Linked DNA regions of Sus scrofa: all the other regions are linked to region 3. Evidence: chromatin contacts called from public HiChIP or PLAC-seq data. All regions are on one chromosome and are shown on one strand. Each heading gives the region's core, a stretch centred on a gene start, on an enhancer-like site or on the middle of the called end of the contact. The rest is flanking DNA. Distances are from core to core; before and after follow the strand shown. Region 1 overlaps MED13L (mediator of RNA polymerase II transcription subunit 13-like). Region 2 overlaps MED13L (mediator of RNA polymerase II transcription subunit 13-like). Region 3 overlaps C14H12orf49 (UPF0454 protein C12orf49 homolog).

What was found. HiChIP or PLAC-seq counts read pairs in DNA pulled down with a chosen protein or histone mark.
Region 1: an H3K27ac HiChIP or PLAC-seq map of alveolar macrophages shows a contact between it and region 3. The contact joins two enhancer-like sites. A contact is called at or near these places in 1 of 47 Hi-C or Micro-C datasets (epiblast stem cells) and 1 of 2 datasets of contacts at active chromatin or transcription factors (alveolar macrophages).
Region 2: an H3K27ac HiChIP or PLAC-seq map of alveolar macrophages shows a contact between it and region 3. The contact joins two enhancer-like sites. A contact is called at or near these places in 2 of 2 datasets of contacts at active chromatin or transcription factors (alveolar macrophages and skeletal muscle).

The regions. Positions count from the first base shown.
Region 1 is chr14:36,193,038-36,195,884 of Sscrofa11.1, forward strand. The region is part of intron 2 of MED13L (mediator of RNA polymerase II transcription subunit 13-like); the gene reads left to right. Among named protein-coding and RNA genes, the nearest start is that of MED13L, 130 kb to the left of the region's middle. Within about 2 kb of position 1,449, at least 1 of the 83 cell types and tissues checked has an H3K27ac peak or open chromatin away from gene starts, as enhancers often do. A contact at or near this core is called in alveolar macrophages, where this site is marked.
Region 2 is chr14:36,341,921-36,344,851 of Sscrofa11.1, forward strand. The region is part of intron 14 of MED13L (mediator of RNA polymerase II transcription subunit 13-like); the gene reads left to right. Among named protein-coding and RNA genes, the nearest start is that of MED13L, 280 kb to the left of the region's middle. Within about 2 kb of position 1,666, at least 3 of the 83 cell types and tissues checked have an H3K27ac peak or open chromatin away from gene starts, as enhancers often do. A contact at or near this core is called in alveolar macrophages, where this site is marked.
Region 3 is chr14:35,855,872-35,858,791 of Sscrofa11.1, forward strand. The region is part of intron 4 of C14H12orf49 (UPF0454 protein C12orf49 homolog); the gene reads left to right. Among named protein-coding and RNA genes, the nearest start is that of C14H12orf49, 150 kb to the left of the region's middle. Within about 2 kb of position 1,645, at least 11 of the 83 cell types and tissues checked have an H3K27ac peak or open chromatin away from gene starts, as enhancers often do. A contact at or near this core is called in alveolar macrophages, where this site is marked.

The sequences.
Region 1 (2,847 bases), core at 199-2,698, 340 kb after region 3:
GTCTCTTTTAGCCAATCCATAACCTGATTTTATAAAGGTACAAATTGTTGTGATTTTCTTTTTTGCTTGAAAATAGGTTTTGTATACTTATTTACATAGTTGAAGATTTGTAACTTTAATATATTCCATTGATGAACATGAACAACTAACTCATCAGGGTCTTGCCCTCTCCAGAGACATGGGAATGAAAATGTTCTGGGGTAACTACTTTTTTGCCTTGTCCTGCAGTTTGCTTCTTTTCATAGCAATATATAGAAAACATGGTGGTTATATCTAGCTTGGACCATGGAAGTCAACTAATACACAATTTAATTAAAACCCCATAGAAAAAGAGGTCCCCGAGAAGAGTAATGAAAGTGAGTCAACTCGTAAGAAGTATAAATCAAGGTAATATCAGCTGTTATGGACAAGCTGGGAACCTAACTGCTTTATATAATGTTTCCTGGGAGAACAAAATTTTGAATTCCAAACCAGTGATTTACAAATGAAATTATGGAGCACTACCCATTTGTAATTGAGATCTTTCTAAGCCAATTTAAGAGGAAAGGGTATGCCCAAATTTTTAAGGCTCAGATTATCATTGTTTCTTTTTAGTTAATTTGTTACCGAGAAATGATCTTGTGTTGTATTTTGTTTGTTATGTGCATAAAATGTTGTATGATAATTTTCTGTGTACATTGATGTGGCAGAGTAGCCCATGGCCTCATTTAGTTTGATGCTGAAGGAGGAAGAAAAATATTTCCCATTTGTTAAATTCTAAAATTTCTGTTCATGCTCCATTACCCTTCCTTTTCCCCCTCCCTACTCTGAACAACAACAAAACAATACAAAGTGAAACAAAAATAAGAACCCTTTTCAAGCAATTTTGTATCCTTTTTTTTTTTTTTTTTTTTTTTTTTTTTTGGTCTTTTTAGGGCCTCAGCCTGTGGCATGTGGAGGTTCCCAGGCTAGGGGTCTAATCACAGCTGTTGCCACTGGCCTATGCTACAGCCACAGCAATGCCAGATCTGAGCCACGTCTGTGACCTACACTGCAGCTCACGGCAGTGCGGGCTCCTTAACCCACTGAGCAAGGCCAGGGATTGAACCTGTGTCCTCGTGGATGCTAGTCAGATTTGTTTTTGCTGAGCCACGATGGGAACTCTGTAACCTTTTCTTTGGAACAGTGAAAAACGCTTGCCGCATATTACAGTTAAGAAGCGAAAGTGATGGCTTTTTCACACATGTGTTTAAATGCTCTCAAAATCACTTTTTAGGAGGTTAACTATAATAGTGATCAATTTGATAAAAGATATGTGAGGATTTTAAGGGTATTTTGAAAATTTCTTGAGGTTCTTTAGTATTTCCATCTCTTGCCCAAATGTTTATTCTATAGAATGTAAACAGTAAAGAAAACAGACTAAATCTAAGCATTTCATAATCAGTGGTTAGCTACTGATGTAGATCAGAATTAAGCAATCAACAGCGATTACAGAGTCATTTGGTGGAGAGCAAACCTGTAATTCTTTCTCTCTCTGAAGCCAACAGAGCCTGAACCCACAACGCTTGCTGGTAGATAAGATAAAATGTAGCAGACAATTTTGAATTCATCTCTTTGATTTGAGTGGAAGAGCTTGGCTGCATGCAATTCTAATATTTAAGGACACTAAAAAGAGTTCTTATTTTTAAGAAATATAATTCTGACATATCAGTATATTTAAAAAAGAATTCTTATGTTAAGTTAATGTAACACACTTAAGTTCATACTGCTTTAGAATGTTTGTATTAAAAAAGGGTCACTTCATTTTTATACATACATACTCAAATTTATTTACTACCTGAACTTAAAGGTAGTAAATAAATCAGTGGTAGTCTTGAACTTTTAATGTAGTCTGTGTCTTAAGTAAGAAACAACTGTGAAATTATTGTTATATGCTTGTTTGATGATAGTAGTCATTTGCTAACAATTGACTACCACTAGTTACTTACAGGCACTGGAAACAAACAGTGAAGAAAACATACTAAAATCTTTTTTTGTTGTGGCTTTTAAATTATAGAGGAGATAGTAAAGAAGTAAACACAAAATAGTATATCAGATGCCATTTACTATCATGGAAGAAAATGAAGTACTCAGGAGTAGAGTTGCTATTTTAAATAGAATGGTCACATGCTATTGTGTATGGAATGGATGGTCACTGGAAACCTGATGTATAGAGCAAGGGGATCTCTACCTAATATTCTGTAATAACTATATGGGAAGAGAATCTGAAAAAATGGATGTATGTGTAACTGAATTACCTTGTTGTACAGCAGTAATTATCACAACATTGTATCAACTCTATTTCAGTTAAATTAGAATGGTGATAGAAAGTCTCACTGATTAAGGTGACATTTGAGCGGAGGCCTGAAAAAGTGGTCATATCATAGATACAATTTTGAAGGTAGGATTTGGTTCCTTCGATATGGATTGTGAGTGAGCAAGTATAAAACAAAATTTGAATACATTTATAGGAACTCGTCAGTGCTTTTTGATATTGCTCAATTATTTCATTAAATAATTTTGGAAATCTGGATGCCAAGATAATTTTATTTTTATGTTTTGTTATGTGTTATCAATTCTCTTTGCACATTTTGTATGTTAGAGTATTTGTGTAGCTCCATTTATGGATTGGATTTCTATATATGAGGATATAAAAAATCAATTTCAGGATTATAGTGCAGTGTACTGCTGCTGCCACCTAATGTTTATAGCCTTCATTTATATAATTACAATAACTGGTTATGCATAGCTTTAATATTGGTTTGAAACAGAATGTTAACAGATTAATTGAACCTTACTTAATTGCCTTCATATTAGATTCCTGATATG
Region 2 (2,931 bases), core at 416-2,915, 490 kb after region 3:
TAGTTATTGCTGACTTCATCACTTTCTGAGTGTTTAGATGTACCTAGCAAAGTGTTCGCTTCTGTGTATACACTATCTCATTTAACGTGCACAAAAAAATAAGGGAGCTATTATTCCACTTTGCAAATGAGGAAATTGAAGCTAGAGAGATTAAGCGTCTTCCTAAAGAATATCTGATAATAAAAATGGTGAAAACTACTTTTTAACATGAATCTTTAGCAGGTGGAATCTCACTTTATCCATAGTTTTTTCTGTTTGTTCTCTTTTACCTTTGACAAAAGTTATCAAGATGACTGAGGCTTTGAAGACTGAGGTATATAACTGTGATAGGTAGAATCAAAGAAGTTGAGTAGCCCTAAGTGGAAAATGCCTTTATTACATTTCTTAGAGAAAATTTAAAAACTAATTTAGTGAAAGAATTATGAGATAAAATTTTGTAGCATAGCTAGAATACTTAGTAAATGAAGTGAAAGCTATTTTTAAGTCATTGTCATTTTAACTCCAAGTGAATTTATATGGTTTCATTATTTTCCAAATATCTACTTTGTTAATCAAGATCTATAATTTAATATGGTTTGAACATTTTGTGAAGCAGACTCATGGTTTAAGATACACCACTTACAAGTTAATTTTATATTAAAATTGACGAGTAGCTGCCCTTTGGCTTCGGAAGGGGAATAGGGACTAAAAGTTAAAGATGATGAATGTATTTCAAATGTAACCTAAGTCTATTAAAGTCTTTAGCCTTGTTTTAAAGAAAACTTATTGATCTTGTTGCTGCTACATCTGAAGACTTGTTTTTCAATCTCAGAACTTATCGTTTATACAGTATCTCCAGTGGTTCTGTGGTAGTTTCTGGCTTGGATTGTATCACTAATTCTGTGAATTATTTTATGTTCCTTAAGGGTAAAATACTGTCACATCAAGATGACTTGAGGATCAACTTGGGGATTTAGGCTTTCTTCTTTTCTTTTTTTCTTAGCAGCAGCAAGTGCCATTTTATCTGAAGATATATAGAATTCTGTTATAGAAAATAAATAAAAGAGGAGCTTTTCTAATGGAAATGAAAGTTTAGGTCTGAAACCCTTTCTATTGTCTTTGTCTACCCTTGTTTTATAAATAAATACCTGAGGCCGAGAGAGGGTAAATTATTCAGGATTATATAATTAACTAGGTAACATGTTAAAAAGTCGTCTAATCCAGAGGTTCTCACCTTTTTTCTTGCCTCAATATGATGGAGGCTTTCTCTTCCCCCAATAAACAAAGGAAAGAAAAAAAGCCTGATGAGAATCACACGTCTAGTCAAGCCTTCCCTTTTAGATGAAGAAACTGATGCCCTGAGGGAGGAAGTGACCTGAACACTGCAGTGTTGTGCTTAGAGCACCTGGATTAGGGAACCCAACCCACTGCTTCTCTATATACCTCTGCCTTAGACACTAGCCCAGGTCAGAGCATGGAGCATCTACTCTTTATTAAGTTCTGATTCAGACCTATAAATTGTATCTTACTCTGTTCAGTGGTTACTGTATATCTGTTAAAATGTTGAAGTTGCTAGAAGGAGCAATATCATTAGCGATTAGGCACATCAGTTATGATTCCAAGTCACTTAAACCTGCCTCAAACGTGTAAATAAATTTGCTTTAAGGACACCCCCTAGTGGCTAGATTTTACAATCACAACTTGGATTTCATTGCATATACTCCCACTTTAAGAATCAGTGCTGGAGTTCCTGATGTGGCACAGCAGAAACAAATTGGACCAGTATCCAGGAGGATGCAGGTTCAATCACTGGCATTGCTCACTGGGTCAGGGATCCAGCATTACCATGAGCTGTGGTATAGGTCACAGACAGTGCTCAGATCCCACGTTGCTGTTGCTGTTGCTGTGGCTGTGGTGCTCAGATCCCACGTTGCTGTTGCTGTGGCTGTGGCTGTGGTGTAGGCCAGCAGCTGCAGCTCCAGTTCGACCCCTATCCTGGGAGCTTCCATATGCAAAAAAAAAAAAAAAAAAAAAAGGGGGAAAAAATCAGTACCATTATGAGACACTGTTAATGATGATAGTTAATCTCAGATTTTTTTTTTTTTTAAAAGGGTTGAGAATCACTGTTCTCAGTACTTCGTAAAAGATAACTTTTTCCCCCAGGTGATTTTCAATAAATCGTCTTTTGGTTCTAGGTGAGATTATTGATCCTAACTGTGAAGTTTTATTTATTTATTTACTTACTTATTTATTTAATGGCCACACCTGTGGCATATGGAAATTTCTGTGTCAGGGACTGAACCTCAGCTGCAGCTGCAACCTACGCCACAGCCATAGCAATGCCATATCCTTAAGTCACTGGGTTAAGCTGGGGATCAAACCTATGCCTCAGCAGCAACCTGAGCTGCTGCAGTCAGATTCTTAATCCATTGTGCCACAGCAGGAACTCTAAAATTTCATTTTAATATCAGTTTGGAAAGGAAGTACGGAACTGTTTTCCCAAAGAGTAGTGAATATGGTAGAGTTATCAAATCAGCTGAGTAATCCTACTACATGTAAATCACCATTCTAGCCCTAAAAAGATTTTTGTTTCCTGTAAAATACATTTTTAATGGATTTGTCCATGTAAAATTTGCAGTGTAACATTTGTTATATAATTCTTAAATATTTCGTACATACTTTGTAATCTGGGATAGAAATTTTAAAAGTGGTTAGGTTATTGTACTTACAGCTTCTACTTAGTTCATCTCCTAAGGGTTTTCAGAGAATCAATCATTGGAAGAAAAACATATTATATACACTTTATTCACATGATTAATGTGAAGGCAAATCATAAAGCATCAAGAGGATAGTGATAAAGTTCCAGAACAGGATAATTTTCTGCTGATGGCCTTCTTTGACATTTCCATTATTAATATTCTATTATGTAACTGATATGACCATTCAGTTAGC
Region 3 (2,920 bases), core at 395-2,894:
AGCTGGCTGGCCTGGAGGAGATCCAAGCTGAAGATGTTAAGAATCACACTAATTCAATAAGCGGCTGCAAGGTAGTCTAAGTAACGAGCCCACGTGCCTTTCCTTACCCGAATTACCCGTGTTCCACCAGCACCTTGCGAGCCTTCTCTCTCTGGAATCCCCTGTGTGTTTGCTGGAGACACCAGGCAAGAAAGTGTAGGAAAGGAGAAAGGAAGCAGAGAACTTTCTGTCTGTTTGGGTACAGGTGCGGCTACAACTACATCTTCCGTATCTAAAACCCTCATCATGCACCTCGCGTAGCAATGTAACCAAGAGCTCACACTCTTGACTCTGATTGCCAGAGTCTGGAGCTGGTGAGCACCTTGGAGAAATTAATCCATCTCTCTGCAGCTTCCTCTCCTCATCTGTAAAATGAGGATGAGAATAGTACCTTCTGTATGGGGTTCTTGGGAGGATTCAGTGAAGCAACACCTGTCAAGCACTTAGCACATGGTTTCAGGAACACTGTAAGCACTCAAAAAGTTTAGCTGTGATGATTAGCAGTGACCAGTGCTGCAGAGAAGTGGGTTTGAAATGTGCAGCAGGGCTGGTGCCTGGAGACGAGCTTTCCAGACACGGGAGAGCAGAGCAGAGAAGTTGTTTGTAAACATCTTACACAGAAGCACATGGCTTACTCATGTAAGTTTTTCTGGGATGGTGATGTAAGCTCAGCGTACGAGGCGGGGAGTAGCAGAATCTGGCTGTTTTTCTCCATTCTGGCAGAGTTTTACCTACCGGGAGAGTCCCCAGTGTCTGCTTATATACCCAGAGATCAGAGAAAAAGCCACACAAAGTTTCCCTCTTTCTGCTCTGCTCTGGGAAGCCACTCCATCCGTGTTAAGATCTGCACCCTTTAGCTAACCAGTCAGGGATGTACGGCAGGGGTATGTGTGTTGGTCTTGTCCGCCGGTCTCTAACATGGATCTCTCCAGGCTGCGGTGGGAAGGGCAGGACAGGGGAATCCTGAGGTGTTTTTTTCTTAGACTCTGCACGTTGTTGCTGTCCACGTGGCCTTGGTCAGACTCTCGCCCTTTCTGGCTATTGTTCCTTATTTATGAATGAGTGAGTGAGTGGGCAAGGGTTACAGAAAATCACTAGATTTGCAAGTTTTAAAAATATGAGGAACTGTTTGTTTAAATAAATGTGTACACAGGAACTGAATATACAAAAGGACATGGGAATTGCCAGGTGCTTGAAATAGGGGTGGGGGTCCTAGAGTCCCAGCCGTTGAGCTTCTGTCACCCTTCCTTTCTTGCTCCCCTCCACTGTCTTCTTCCTTCCAGGAGTGCCCAGGGGGCACATTTTGAAAACTGCCAACTGGAATGAGTTCATGGGGTAGGGGCAGGGCTAGAGTCCCAGGGCTGGATAGAGCATGAGGGGGGTGCCCACAGTAGTCTCCAGCATTCTCCAGAGGCGGAATGTGGATCTGTGTGAGCCCTTTCCTGGCAGCAAGTACAGGACACCATGACTTTCTGCCCACCCAGTATCCATTCCTCCTTCTGGAAAGGGCATCCCATGTTCTTTGGGGGAACTATTCACTCTCAGTCAGTCCCTGTGGTTTGCTAGCTTCAACAGTGAACACGTGATTGGGGCCTGGGCGGTCAGATCATTCCATCTGCCTTGCCCTAGTCACTGGTTGAGCAACGGGCACCACCAGACCTGGCTTGTACAGAGGCAACCAGGAGAAAGCCTTGAATTGATTCTGCAAAGATGTAAAACAGGTAGAGAGAGCCAATCTGAAATTGAAATTAAACAGGGAAAAGCAGAGCCCAAGAGATAGGGAGAGGCAAATTCCCTGAAGACCTAAAGGAGAGCCTGGATCCAGCCATGCTTGAAGCTAATGTAGCCCTTGCTTCTCAGTGAAAAATGCCAATACACTTTTGATCTGGCTTAAGTCCCTTCAAGTTAGGAGTTTGTCACTTTGCAACTGAAACTTCCTGACTAATACACATGTAATCCCTTTAGGTTTCAGTTTTCTCATCTACTGTGTATTTCTAAAAATCCATAAACCTCACTTTTAAGAGGATCTATAAACACATGTATTCTATCACAGCAGCAAGACATTAGCAAGAGTGGTTAAGTATTTTGAATATGTATTAGTTCAAAGGAAAGCAAAACAAGAGTTGGTTAATATCAGTTTACTTTATTCTCTCAATGAAGGTGCGAGGAGCAACAGACAAATAAATATCCATTATAAATGGGAATGGAGAAAGCAGGAGGAGGCCCCAAATGCCAGGAGAATGCATAGAAAGCCTTAACTTTGAATTTTATTTCAATTAGATAGTGGGGAGGGGGTTGCAGGGAACTAAGGTTCCCACAATTCTGCAGGCGGGCTAAGCCCAAGGGAAACGCTGCCAGTCATATTACACACACCCCCTCCCTCCCAACCGCCTCCCCCACCCCCGCCCTAGGTTCCTGGGGCCAGGAAAGATCTAGGGGAAGCGTTGAAGGGATTTGTCTTAGAGCATAAGCTTGGGAGGCCAGAGGTCAACAACTGTGGATGAGCCCACGACAAGCCACTGCAGCTCATGGCCAGCAGTGTGCACGTGGCCTAATCTTCCCTGGACAGACACAGGCCAGCCTTTTGAGGCCCAGGAGAGCTGTTTCTTGGGATTGCCATCTCAGAACGCTATTGTGGTCTGCTCAGGAACCCTTGAAATCGAAAGCCCCAAGCTCCCCTTGTCACTGCCAGCGCACATAAATACCACCAGGGGGGATTTCCCACGGAATTTTTTGCAACCACTCAAATGTTTCATTTCCCATTGTTTGCCAGCCCCTCTCGGAGCCTCAACTGTCAAAGCAGCAGCAAACACAGGCTGCTTTCCCCCCAGGACCCCACTGCACTCACTCTCACTCCCCCTCCACTCGGGAAGCTGGCTTT